2 separate regions of the Rattus norvegicus genome follow, and region 2 is linked to region 1. The links are chromatin contacts, called in public Hi-C maps. All regions are on one chromosome and are shown on one strand. The core of a region is the stretch at or near the end of the contact, and the rest is flanking DNA. Distances in the headings are between cores, read along the strand shown.

Region 1 (6,449 bases), core at 1,927-4,426:
AACACAAATGAATTAAATACCAGAAAACTAGAAAACAGACAAACGCTAAACACTGCTTTTCTATTGAAAAAAAAAATATCAGATTATATTTTGAACTGCTTGTATGCAGGAAGGTTAAAAGAATTTACATGTTTAATTTACACGCAAGCAAATACCTAAATCTATAATAATCACACATCACTGACTCACATTTTATCACACCAAAAGTATTCTAAAACCTATCTGACAACACATAACAAAAGCACCATCTCGATGGGCGCTGGGACCCAGCAGGACTGGAACTCTGTGCAGTGAGCATCTCATTCTGCTAGGAAACAGAGGGCAGCAAGGATCCAGCTCAAGAACAGGGTTACAAGCTTCCTCCCTATGTCCTATGATGCTCCTCCAACGTGTACTAACACTGCAATCCATGATCTGGCTGTGGAGCCAAGCTGAGTACTAGAGTCTTCCTCCCCAAAGCACAGAATGGTCTTCCACACATTTCCTCTAAAGAATCGTGACAGACAGATCCCTATCCCTAATATTAGTGTCTTTATGCTATGCAATTTCATTGATTTATTTGACAATCCCTTGGTTAACTAGAAAAATCTCCTCAATTTAGATATTTACTTCTTCCCACACTGGGAAACCACCACCAACAACAACAAAACAAAACAAAACGGGGAAACCAACCAACCCCACCATCATCACAATGAGAACAGCACTTCTGCAGCAGCAGAATTAACTGCTGGGAAAGGGAAGTTATTTGCAACTCTAACCTACTTGGCACCATGGACAGCAGATGCTCAACTTGGGGCTGGAGTGAAATCAACACCACCTGTGGAAGAAAAGCGTCTTCCCCTCATTCAGCGCAAATATAAGGTGAGAAGGATGAACTAGAAAGAGAACTCAGTTTTCTGGCAAACCTCCCTCCCTTAAAATGGCACTAGCATCTGAAATACAAGTTGGTAGCATTCAAAAAGAAATGGTGAACATTACTAAATAAGTAATATTGGAAACTATCATCTGTAGCTAAGTCCAAAAACTCAAAACCATGCAACCATCAAGCGTCCCTTCATCTTAAGAGAATGACCAGCACAGACCAGCGCAGACCAGCACAGACCAGCATGCTGATGCTTTCCTTCAGCCCAGAAAGAGTGGGCTGACCTGAGGGCAAAGACACTCCAGCTTTAGTTGCATCTCTACAACCTTGGAAATTTGATTTAGCTTCTTCACGCCTATTTTTTTATCCGCTTTAAAGTTATTAAAATTGCCAAAGGGGAAATGTTGTTTCATTTAAAAATATCTCACAAATGTACATTTCAAAAATATGATGGGTTTATAAAAACAGTACAATCTGTGTAAGCACACAAAGGTCAGATGCCGTTCCTTCCTGGAGATCTATTCAGTCAACATCAGAGAGCACAAAGAACCAACATGGAGAACTTCACACTCTAACACCACAATCCTAAATGACAGGCGGGGATAAAATGGAGCACGGCAGGGAAAGACACAGTACAGTGGAGCACTCCGAACAGCCAGCATGCCTCAATCTCTGAACAGCTATCTTACAGCAAGGAAAAGCTAAGTGCATTCCTGCTTATGATGAAGCCTGATTCTCAAGGATGGGTCTACCCTCCCTGCCACATTAACTGCAAATGGCTGCCTACTGCGGGTTCCAGGAAGGGCCCTCACATCTTCCTTTCAAAAGCTAATAACCATCTTGCAACTCTAACTTTGTTTCAAAAGGGTTGTTATGGTTACCCTGCTATGACTTCCTGTTGTTACCACCACCTTGTAAACTTAGGCGCTTATGGCTAACTTGTTAGGTTTATGTTCTGCTCCTATAACCCACCTATTCTGTCCACCAAATCCCTTATTTAGAAACCCTGAGCTTATTAAAATGAAAAACAAAACAAACAAACAAAAAACCTGCTTGTCCTCCTCACATCCAAGGCTGACCTCTCAAGCCCTACCTCAGGGGGAGGCAGCTTGTGTACACAAATTAAAAAGCTTGCTTTAATTAATTGCTTGCTTTAATTAGTTTGGCCTTGATGATTTGGGTCAGTGGTCTTTCTCCTATTAATACTCTACCCAAACCAGATACCCTGATACATCACTGTGACCCGATAAAACAGCCCTCCTTTCCGCCTATCTAGTGACTTCTCTATGAAGTGCACATCTGCGCTCATCCGAGGTGCAGTCGCTGCGCTGCAGCCCGACAGGCTCTGCCTCCACTTCATCACTCCCTGCACGCTTCCCTGGTGCTAGGCTGCCTGCCCAGTCACAGCCCACGCTGCAGATGCATCGTGATGCCCTGCAGTGCCAAAGCGCTCCAGGAATAATTAACAGGTCAATTTGTAATGCCACAGTGAATGATATTCAGAAAGAACACGAAACAAAAGCAGTTTGGTAAGCAACAAGGTCCATAAACTCATAATGCTTCTATTAATGAGAAACAACAAAAATATCAGATGACTTAAAAGTATTTTATGTATGCAAATGAGAAAAAATAAACACAAGCAGCTACACTGCATTTTTAATATAGCTGCTGCGTAATTTTGCTAGAGTTAAAAACTCACTTCCTAGCATGAGGGATGTACAAAAATATGCAATTCTGTATCTAAAACAGAATCAACAGGGTAATTTGTAAGTATGAGATATTTTATATAAAAAATGAACCAAAGACTCCCTACAAAAAATTTTAAGGCAAACAGAAAAAACTAAATCCATATAAAATTCTTTATTGCATATTAAAATACGTTAAGAAAACGGAGGTTACATTAATGAGATAGTTCAGGTAAGTTAGAATTAAATAGTTCAGTCTTGCTAACTGTTATATTATTAATGAAGTATAATGGTTTATTTTATAGTGAGGCTTACGATTTATAGAGGATAATTAAATGAGTATGAAGATTAGTGTAGTGTGAATGCTCTTTAAAATGTGAAATCCAAAACTAATTTGTCAACAAGTCAAGGCTATAAAATGCAACAAAACCTAACTGTCGATCAGTAAAATACAGAAAATGTACATCAATGCATCTCATAATTAAAGCTGGGAAGAAACAATTACAGTCATGGATTTGACAGCACATGAAAGAAACAAAAGCAGAGAAAGCAAAGGAACACATCAGCCCACAGTGCCATCAGGAGCTTGCTAGCCTGCTGCACAGGCTCCGTTAGCGTCCCTCGGTCAGCCACTGGAGCTACATGTAACAAACGCTGATTTCATTCTCTACATGGAAAACTCTCCTCCACGGCACAGCCAGTGGTGAGTAAAATTCGGCTTTGCCCGCAAGCAGTGACTAAAGAGGCTCGATGAACAATTAAACAGCAAGGCCAGCAGAGCAGAGGGAAGAAAGGAGACAAAAGACCAATGTACAAGTGCTCCGAACCTCAGGGAAAAGAGAGGCATTCGGAAGACAGAAGAGCACATAAAAATTCAAGTTTAAAGCGAGGACCAGAACAAAATGCAATTATGAATCCTGTAGGATCCTTGATTTGGAAAAAAAAAAAAAAAAAGGTACCATGCATGCTCACTAGGAAGCAGTAGGATGCAAGAAAACAAATTGGGACTTTTAAAACCACGCAAATGTATGGACATACATGTATATGCGCTAGAAGTATGTTTTCCTTTAATTAAAGTAAATAACATATGCCATTGTGGCAGACACTGTATCAAAAGTAAGCATCAATGTTCAATATTTTATTAACAGAATACAGCAGGCTGGATTATCTGAGCAGCCTGGCAGGGAAGCGCTCCTGGTGTGTGGCGGCTGTTTGCCGTCGCACGCAGGTTGAATACATTACCACCTAGCTGCTCCTCCATTCGATTATCTCGGAGGTAGATAAAGCTACCTGAACAAACAACATAAAACGTACACTGCGAACACAAGTTTATGAGAAATGAAGAAAAAGATTCGTAACATATTTCAGTCATTATTTCTGCATAGGCTGGGTTACTTCTTATCTAAACATAAAAACAAAAGGTTTTATGGGGATTCAAACCCATAAAACAAAGCAAGCCCTCAAATGAAGATTGTGAGGAAAACATTCCAAGATATTTTCGGTTTCTGAGGAACTAAATGATCACTTTAAAAAACAATTCCATACCTCGGGGTCATTTCTTAGGGAATTTATCCGTGGTAAAGGAAAAGAAGCCTCCAAGTTTTGCATTTAAGTACTACCTTCCAACTACCCAAAACCCCATACTCTCTGAGCCAAACACTTAATCCAGAAGTAACTAGTTATAACTGCTTCCTCACATTAAAGAAACAACACCTTGAATACATAACGATCAATTTTAGGTCTTTATTCAAACTAATTATATAACGTAAATTGACATAAATTCCTCAGTTCATAGGTCATGATCAAAGCTCTGCAGAAAATTAATATACTAAATACTGGAACCCCGACTTCCCTTTCCATATTAGATCATAGTTTACAAATGCTTGCTTTTCTACCTAGATGGCAGAATGCTGGGAGAGACAGAGACAGAGACAGACAGACTGACTGACTGACTGAGTGTTGGAAGGATGATAAGGAGAAATGTTGTAGCTCTAAGCACGCATTTCCTGTCTGTTTGTCTGTGTTTTAAGTGTTGGCATCCCTTCCTCAGTCCAGACGGCAAGGTAGAACCGACAGTCACAATGCTGCAGTCTCATAAAGCTAATATCCTGTTAGAGCCCTAAGTGAAAGCAAAAAAATTAATAAACTTAGTCACCAAATCCATATACAATGAACAGAAAAAAATATGGTTTTCAATATTTGATCATTATTATTAAAGTCATAAATCACTGAACAGATAGATATAGGGCTGATCTGCTTCCAAATGAAACAATTTCAAACCTATTTTCAGATCTCGGCTATCCTAAACCATGTACCACATAAGATTATAATGAACTGCCATATGTCTGATTACGTGGAGAAATGGTACAGTTCTTATATTCCCAGGAGAACAACAATAATAATCTATGAAATGTAGTGGCTTCCTTGGGTTGTTTCTGTACTTTTAAGTAAAGCAGGCTATAAAGGCCTTCCCTGTTTTCATCAGGTCTTCAGTGCCATCTAGTGGCGTACTGGTTACATTACAATTTGAAAGAAGGCTACAAGTAAATGATTTATGAACAAACACTCCTGCGAGGCTGTTAAAGTATGACTATTTTAATCCATACTTGAAATAAGATTAGGTAATAAAAGCATTTTAATCACTTTGTGGAAAAATTAAGTAATTAATAAAAACTGATTTCAACCATACAAATGTATTATATTGATCTACTTTAAAAAAAAATCACAAAAATCAGACACCATAAATTTCTTTTTGACCCTTTGCCAAATATTTGTGAGCAATTTCTTGTACAGCTAAAACGTAAACCCAAGTCTAGGATTCTATTATATTTTTATAAATTTACTGTATGAAAAAACACTGAAGATAGTAACATTGGAAACCTTAAAAAATGTAAGCTCTCTTTAAAAATAACGCTCGGCTTCGATGAATAGTAAGCGGTCTGCCACGACTGGAGTGCTAATACTGGAGCGAGGGCACGGCACACTCAGGGATTCAGACAGAGCCGCACACTGCATGCCTGCCCTGTTTTCCTTTAGCTCTTACAGTCTTTTAGACCCTCTTAGAAGAACACGATTTGCTAAGAGGAGCATCGCAGCCCCTCCAGCCTCAGTACTTCTCGGCTCTCCCTGCTCACATCAAGGAAATCCTGAATCTTGGATTCTGCTTTCTAAATTTCCCTCAAATCCATGGCTTCTCTGTTTCTCCACCACATGTATGTATCTTTTTAATCAGCAGCCAAGTCTTCACCCCTGTGTTACAAACCAGTCCAGTGACCCATCACCTTTCCTAATCAGCCTCCAGGGGACCCTGCTTCAGCACCTGCCCCTGAACCACTCCTTGCTCTCCAGCACCATGCAGATAATGTCCAAGGTTTCTGCCCCTCCCTTAGCAATTACACAAGTCTCAAAAAAAATTAAAACAATAAAAAATAAGCAAGTCCTGGCTCGTCAGACAGCACAACACATTGTTCTCCACTTCCTCTTCACTGCCCTCCTTTTCCTAGGGAGCTGAACCAGCTTGGAACTTGCAAATATTAATCATTTTTAACCTAACTGACCACAGTATGATCCAGCCTAATAATCCACTCCTACATACACTAGCCCTTATTCTAGAGCCTTCCAATATATCACAACTCAAGCTAATCTAATTATTTCTTGAATTTGACAGTTCCTTCTTGCAACTAGAAAGATATTATGACAAAGAAAAAAAGAAAAGTATTCATACATTAAACTTGTAAACTGAGATGATCACGTCAATTTTAGGGGACTAAAATATATCAGACAATATAAAGTGGACTTCATTTGATTTTTCAAATTCTCTGCCCAAAGAAAATGCATAAATATATTTTGGGGTTTAGAATGTTACAGCATTAAAAAGAAAAAAAATGAGCTCATTCTTGAGC
Region 2 (6,449 bases), core at 1,390-3,889, 980 kb before region 1:
TGGCATCCACAATATTGTTTGGGTTTGGTGACAGTATATGGGATGGATCCCCGGATGCGACTCCTTGAAGGGATTGACATAAGGGGCCTGTCTCTGGAGGAACTTTGTACAGGACCCTTCCTCGTCCTCGGGGCTCCCCGTGGGTGATGGGCAGTCCTGTTTGGTCGAGCATCCATGGGGTGTTCAGAGAGATGGCGAGGCTGCAAACTGACTTCTTAAGTGCTGCTTCCCTATAAGACTGAGGGAATTGGGAGTGGGGATAAAGGGTGTGCTGCTCTCTGTGGGACTGACCGTAGATCTTAAGAGCGTGCTTTCCAGCGAGGGAGACCCTATTCTGACCGCACATTACTTTAAGCTAACGTGGCAGACTGGCTGGGAGGTGGCTACTGGAGCAGGGCCCTGAAACACTGAGTAATTCTAGGATGGCTGGGACTGAAGGCGGCATTCCAGACACTTCCACGTTGCCTTAATGCTTAAAAAAAGAGGAAAAGAAAAAAATATCCGTCCACTCCCCAGGCCAAGTAGTGGGAGGCAGAGCCTTGGCTCAGAAACAAGACCCATCCCTTTTATGGAAGGACATTGCTGGAAAGTTCCACCACAGAGGGAAGCTGGGGCTAGCTCTGTATACTTTACTGAAGGGGGGGAGGACCACTTGAGGAGGCGACTGATGCGGGTGGGAGTGGTCGAAGGGAGCCCCGCTTATTTTCCTCCAGATTCTCTATCTACGTCATTCTTGACTTATGAGAAAGGCTTGAAAGCCATTGTCGAATCTCCTCCGAGGAAACGACTGAACACTTTTAGGGAACTTCCAGAGTTGTGTTAGGAACTGTGGATTGCCGAAGAAAGGGAAGGAAACAAAAAGAAAAACAAAAACAAAACAAAACAAAAAAACAGAACATGGGATTTAAAAGAAGCAAAACGAAATTTATCGCATACCAAATTCTATGTCTAACGAAACAGCACAGCCAAGAAAAACTGGCCGCTGTCACTGTCCTCTGGATGGGTGTTTATTTATTGGAGAAGACGAAGCTACAATTAAAGGAGGGAAGGGGCCCACGTCACGATGTTATTGGAGTCAAGCAGATTGACTGCCTGGAGTGACAGGCCTGGCTGTGTGGAGCACGGAGGCCACGGGTGGGGTCAGAGACTCGAGAACATCCAAAGCACAGACGCAGCCTGAGTATCGATTTTAAATTGAATTCCAGGTTTTAGTGCAATTAAAAGCTACTGCGAGGATTTGAGGAGAGAAATGGTTTGATCAAATTATTAGAGCAGCATGGTTTTTATATTAATTAAGACGGACCAGGGGGATGAGAGGATCAGCAAGCGAGGTAATTCACTAACCGAATAAGCTCGGGAGCCCAGAAGGCCTTTGTGAAATCGACAAATTAAAGCTACAGTGTTGTCTGACATTACAGGCAAGAAATGGTTTTTTTTCTCCCTTCATTAATTTTATCTGATTCACTCAACTTGTTAGTTCTGACAGACTCGGATCATCAGCCTGATTACTTCCCTTTCATCCGTCTATAAACACCAGCACCACACCGTTTGTTTTGTTCGGTTATGGGTATGTTCTGGTCCACAGGTGAAGCAAAAATGACAAGCGAAATGTGCGGATGAAGGGTATGGGGTTGTTTTACTACCTTATCTCAAAGAGGGGAGTTTGTGTGTCTTTCCCTCATCAACAGCCTTAGTCCGATTGGGGATTTTTAGTCTGAAATCTGAATGTGCTTATCAGCTGGGAAAAATCTGACATTTATCGTCATTTATCGTGTGTGTGTGTGTGTGTGTGTGTGTGTGTGTGTGTGTTTGTGTATGTATGTATGTGTGTGAGAGAGAGAGAGAGACAGAGACAGAGACAGAGAGCCAGATAGACAGATAGACGAGAGACAGAGAGACAGAGACACATAGAGAGAGACACACAGAGAGAGACAGAGAGAGAAAGGGGGAGAAAAATTGGCAGTATTATTGAGCAACAAGTTTGCTTATTTATTGCTTCAATCCACCCCCACCCCCCCACTCCAGGTTGCAGACTTTCTCATGAGCCCCCAAGGGACATCTGGCTAATTTTTAAAAGATAATTTTCCAAAGTACTGCCTCTCACCATAGAAAATGCCATCGAATATGCCACGTAGGTTTTCTGGGTCATAAAGGCTGAGGAAAACCAGTTGGTTACGTTTGCAGCTTTTTTCTTTTTGCGGTTCTGGGTGGTACAGCCCAGTTGCCAACGTTATCCGTTCCTCCTTCTGGGAACAGCCTTAATTGTACTTGGCTTGGCTGACACAAAAGGCCTCTGAAAAATATGAGGCTGATCCCTCTAGTGTTGCTTTGTGAAGACTACAGTACTGAGTACTGGATAGAGGAACACAGCGGCAGAGTGCAGAGAGTGGCTGGAAAATCAATCTGCTTTAAAACACATTGTTGCAATGTCTTTCTACAAAATGTCATGGAACAGTACAGGGTTTCTAGCCAGAGAAAATGCAGGCCCGTTGCTACATCTGCAAGGACAGGATGGATGTTCATTGTTGAGACTTACCAGAAGGAACAGGAAAGAATTGAAATCATGTTGGCCAGAGTTACCAGAGGAGCCAGAGCAACTAAACTTGCCTTGCTTTCAGAAATGAATTCACAATCCTGGTTAGGACTGTCTGGCTACATTTACAGGCTTCCACCGTCATAAAAAGAGATGAGATTTCATACACTTCTGCAATCTTTCTCTGACGCCCCCTGATGTTCATACCCTTGTATGTATCTTCTTCCTGTTTTTCTTTGACATTTTCTTTTACGTTCAGACATTTGTTAAACTGCTCTTCTGTTCCAGACACCGAAGATAGAAAAATGATAAGATACAGTCACTTGCCTGGACATACTTTATCATCCCTCTGGGTGACAAACTCTTAGTGACAATAGAGATTTATATGTACTGCCCAGGACACAGGGGAAATGGTATTAATTATTAACGCTAGTTATAGTTATCAAGGAAGATGAGAGATTTGAGCTGTGGTCTGAAGCATAAGCAGATGTTAGAGTCCTCATTAGAGGCAATTCATTGTTGGACATCATTGACTGATCCTTGGTCAATACCAGTTTGGTCCAGTTTCTGGGGAAATCCATTATGTGCTATGGGCAGCTAGTTTTTTTTTTTTTGTTTTTGTTTTTTCTTGTTTTTTTTTTTTTTTTTGGTTTGTGTGTGTGTGTGTGTGTGTGTGTGTGTGTGTGTGTGTGTGTGTTTTGTTTGTTGATGATGATATAAGCCTCAGTTCTTCCTCCACAGCAATTCTTTTCTGTTCCAGTGTCCCTTACTCTGCATGTGCAATAAAAGGAGCTCCATGGCAGAAAGGCCAGCTCTCCCTTAAAGGAACGTAAAATAAAACTGGGTGCTTTTAGACTGCAGCAGCTCTGGGTTCCAGCAGAAAGGGGGTGGGTGATAGTGTCACAAGGGGGACCCTGATCCCTTGTGGAGATAGAAGTGGGGTCTGTTAGAGGGAGTCAAGTTATTAGAAATGATTTTATTTTAGAGTCTCTTTCGGTTGTAAGAGCCTATAAACAAAATTTCATATTTATGTCTAAAAAGGACTAATTACCCCAGAGAGTCTTGATGAGCTCAAACCCACCTTGTAGCCCAGCACACATGATATAGTCACCAGACATCACCTTACAAATCCTTTAGAAAAATGACACCCCGCCATGGTCATCCTGTTATTGGCAATGAGGTTGATAGGGAAATTCATAAGCATGCAGGCAGTTTACAAAGGCTCTCTTGGCTTGTAGCAAAACAAATCAAGATCATTTTTGTATATTACATAAGACATATTATCAACAGTCACTGCATTTACATTTGGACATGTGCAGTCAAAACCAAACCACAGTCACAAAGTCTAGGAGCATATTAAGGGTCCTAAGAAATTGTGGGATGCAAAATTAGGCCATGATTCAGTGTGAATGAATGTCAATAGAGTATGCAAACTATATTTTATATGCTGTTAAGGGTAATGCTATTATTGTTTTATGAAGACTTAACTCTAGTATTTTAGTAGCACTCTGTGATTATAAGAACAATACAGTTTAATAGCCAAGGTATCAGAGTATGAACACAATGAAATTACTCACATGGGAAATGCCACTGGAGGCGGGATTGAACTACAGAGTAAATAGAAAAGCTGAGAAGCAGGGATATAAGTGAATGCTGCTTGCTTCTTGTTCTAGTGTTCACTGGACACCAGAGCTTCCTCTCCTCTCTCTTCTGTACTGAGATGACGCTGAAACACGGGCAGCACCCTGGGACCTTCAGGATTTTGACTCCTCGGTGAAATCACAGTTCACGCTGCTACAATCATCCCTCCCATCTAAGAAACTTTTCATCTTCCATCTCAGAACAGATGGTGCCCAAAATTAACTCTGAAACAATAATTGTAAAAACTGAAAGGAAATGTACCTTTTGTAGGCGTCCAGGCATTAAACATAGAGGGAGCATAACACATGAGAAACATACGTTAGGCAAGGATGCCCCATTTTTCTGCACTGTCGAACTTCCAAGAACATGTTTTCTATAAACTCAGTCAAGCTCAGGGGCATCTTTAGAGGGTCCCTTGTCTCCCAATGTTGCGTTCTGTCTTTCTCTTTTTCTTTTATAAATATTTTTAAAAATGTAATCCCATCTATACATATTTATATTCTTTTTACACTACAGTTTCTTTGTGTACATATTATGTCTTTTAAATTAGTGGGTTTTTTTTGTTTTTTTTTTATGGGAGTGTGAGGATGAGTAGGTCTGTTTCTTGTGTCTTCTCTTGGGCTCTTCTTCTGCTGTTTGCTCTATTCAGTTCCAATGTGCTAGTTTTGGTTTTATCTGATTGCATTTTATTTTATTATTATTCCTTCAACAATAATCTCTTTGTTTATTTTTTTTCTACTGAGAAGCAGGAAGGGGGTGGATTCAGATGGGAGGGAGATGGGGAGGAACTGGGAGGAGCAGAGGGAGGGGAAACCATAATCAGGATACGTTATGCAAGAAAAAAAAATCTATTCTCAATAGAGGGAATACATTGTGAGGAAAAAGAGTAAATATGAAATTCTCCCACTTTAATCCTACACAGCAATAAGATTATAAAATAAAATGTTTTGAGTGCTTACAAAAATATTCCCTAATTCCTGAATTTCCCAGGGTTTCTGTTAGCCTTTGAATATAACAGAGGCTCTGCTAATGTCCATCACTCCTCTTTTATTGGTTACTTTTTATTTGAATGATGCAAGATTTGAGCATCTACAAGATGCCTATCCTACCAAATATTCTGGGATGGGCTCCAAGCACTGTTTCCCTTGTGTGAAGTAACAAGCAACTGCTTCCTTTGATCTGCGGTTCTGAGGCGTGCTCTGTACTGCCCCCTACCTGCATCACCCCACATCACAGATTCTCATCTAGTGGCCACACTGCTGGACACATTGGTGGCCAGCATTCACATGCTAACTTCTTCTGAATGATACGGGTCCTTTCCAATCCTCAAGATGCCAAACTTGGGGACAAAATGACAGATAGAGAGAGTTGGGAAAAAAGAGTAAAAGTAAATTCTGTTCTCTCTGATTTTGTATGTGCCTCTGTGTGTTATGTTACTGAATAAAGAGCATTTCAAAAGTTTTACTTATAATTTTTTTTGTCATTGTAATTCCATCTGTTATGCAGAGACAAAAGGTCAAAGGATAATACATATAGGATTCAGAGTTTGTTTTTTCCCTTCTCAGTATGTGAAATTGTGTAACTATTAACTTTGCTTAAAGTGGCAATAGATACCAGCTACTTAAAGCTCTAGGCTTTTGTATTTGCAAAGGCTAAAATTTAACTATGAAAACCAAATCAATGTATTTTCTTGAATTATTCACTACCAATTATTCATCAATTAATATAGGAAATTCATATTTAAGAGTGAAAAATGAAATCCAAAGAAAAGAATGAGACACACACACACACACAGAGACAGAGAGAGACAGAGAGACAGAGAGAGACAGAGAGAGACAGAGAGAGACAGAGAGAGAAACAGAGAGACAGACAGAGACAGACAGAGACAGAGAGACAGACAGGGACAGAGAGAGACAGAGACAGAGAGAGACAGAGAGAGAAACAGAGAGACAGAGAGAGACAGACAGAGACAGAGACAGAGACAGACAAAGACAGACAGACAGAGACAGAGAGACAGACACAGAGAGACAGAGAAAGATACAGAGAGAGAGAGAAAGATACAGAGAGAGACAGAGAGAGAGACAGTGAGACAGAGAGAGAGAGAGAGAGAGAGAGAGAGAGAGAGAGAGAGAGAGAGAGCATGAGCACACTTGGAGTTGAAATGAAAGTAATTTGCTCTGATGAAAGGGGATAAAGAAGATTGACAGGAAAAGACCCTGTCATGGATGAGAGCGAGAAGCCAGAAGACACTGTCTGTACCAGTAGGCAGCCCTCC

What was found. Hi-C and Micro-C count contacts between places; a contact is called where the count stands out from the background.
Region 2: a Hi-C map of Schwann cells shows a contact between it and region 1, with 9 times the contacts expected there. The contact joins two enhancer-like sites. A contact is called at or near these places in 2 of 12 Hi-C or Micro-C datasets (the Rat2 cell line and Schwann cells).

The regions. Positions count from the first base shown.
Region 1 is chr4:32,448,813-32,455,261 of GRCr8, reverse strand. The region is part of intron 2 of Vps50 (VPS50 subunit of EARP/GARPII complex); the gene reads right to left. Among named protein-coding and RNA genes, the nearest start is that of Vps50, 13 kb to the right of the region's middle. Within about 2 kb of position 3,176, at least 42 of the 93 cell types and tissues checked have an H3K27ac peak or open chromatin away from gene starts, as enhancers often do. A contact at or near this core is called in Schwann cells, where this site is marked.
Region 2 is chr4:33,425,496-33,431,944 of GRCr8, reverse strand. No RefSeq gene overlaps it. Among named protein-coding and RNA genes, the nearest start is that of Col1a2, 90 kb to the left of the region's middle. Within about 2 kb of position 2,639, at least 16 of the 93 cell types and tissues checked have an H3K27ac peak or open chromatin away from gene starts, as enhancers often do. A contact at or near this core is called in Schwann cells, where this site is marked.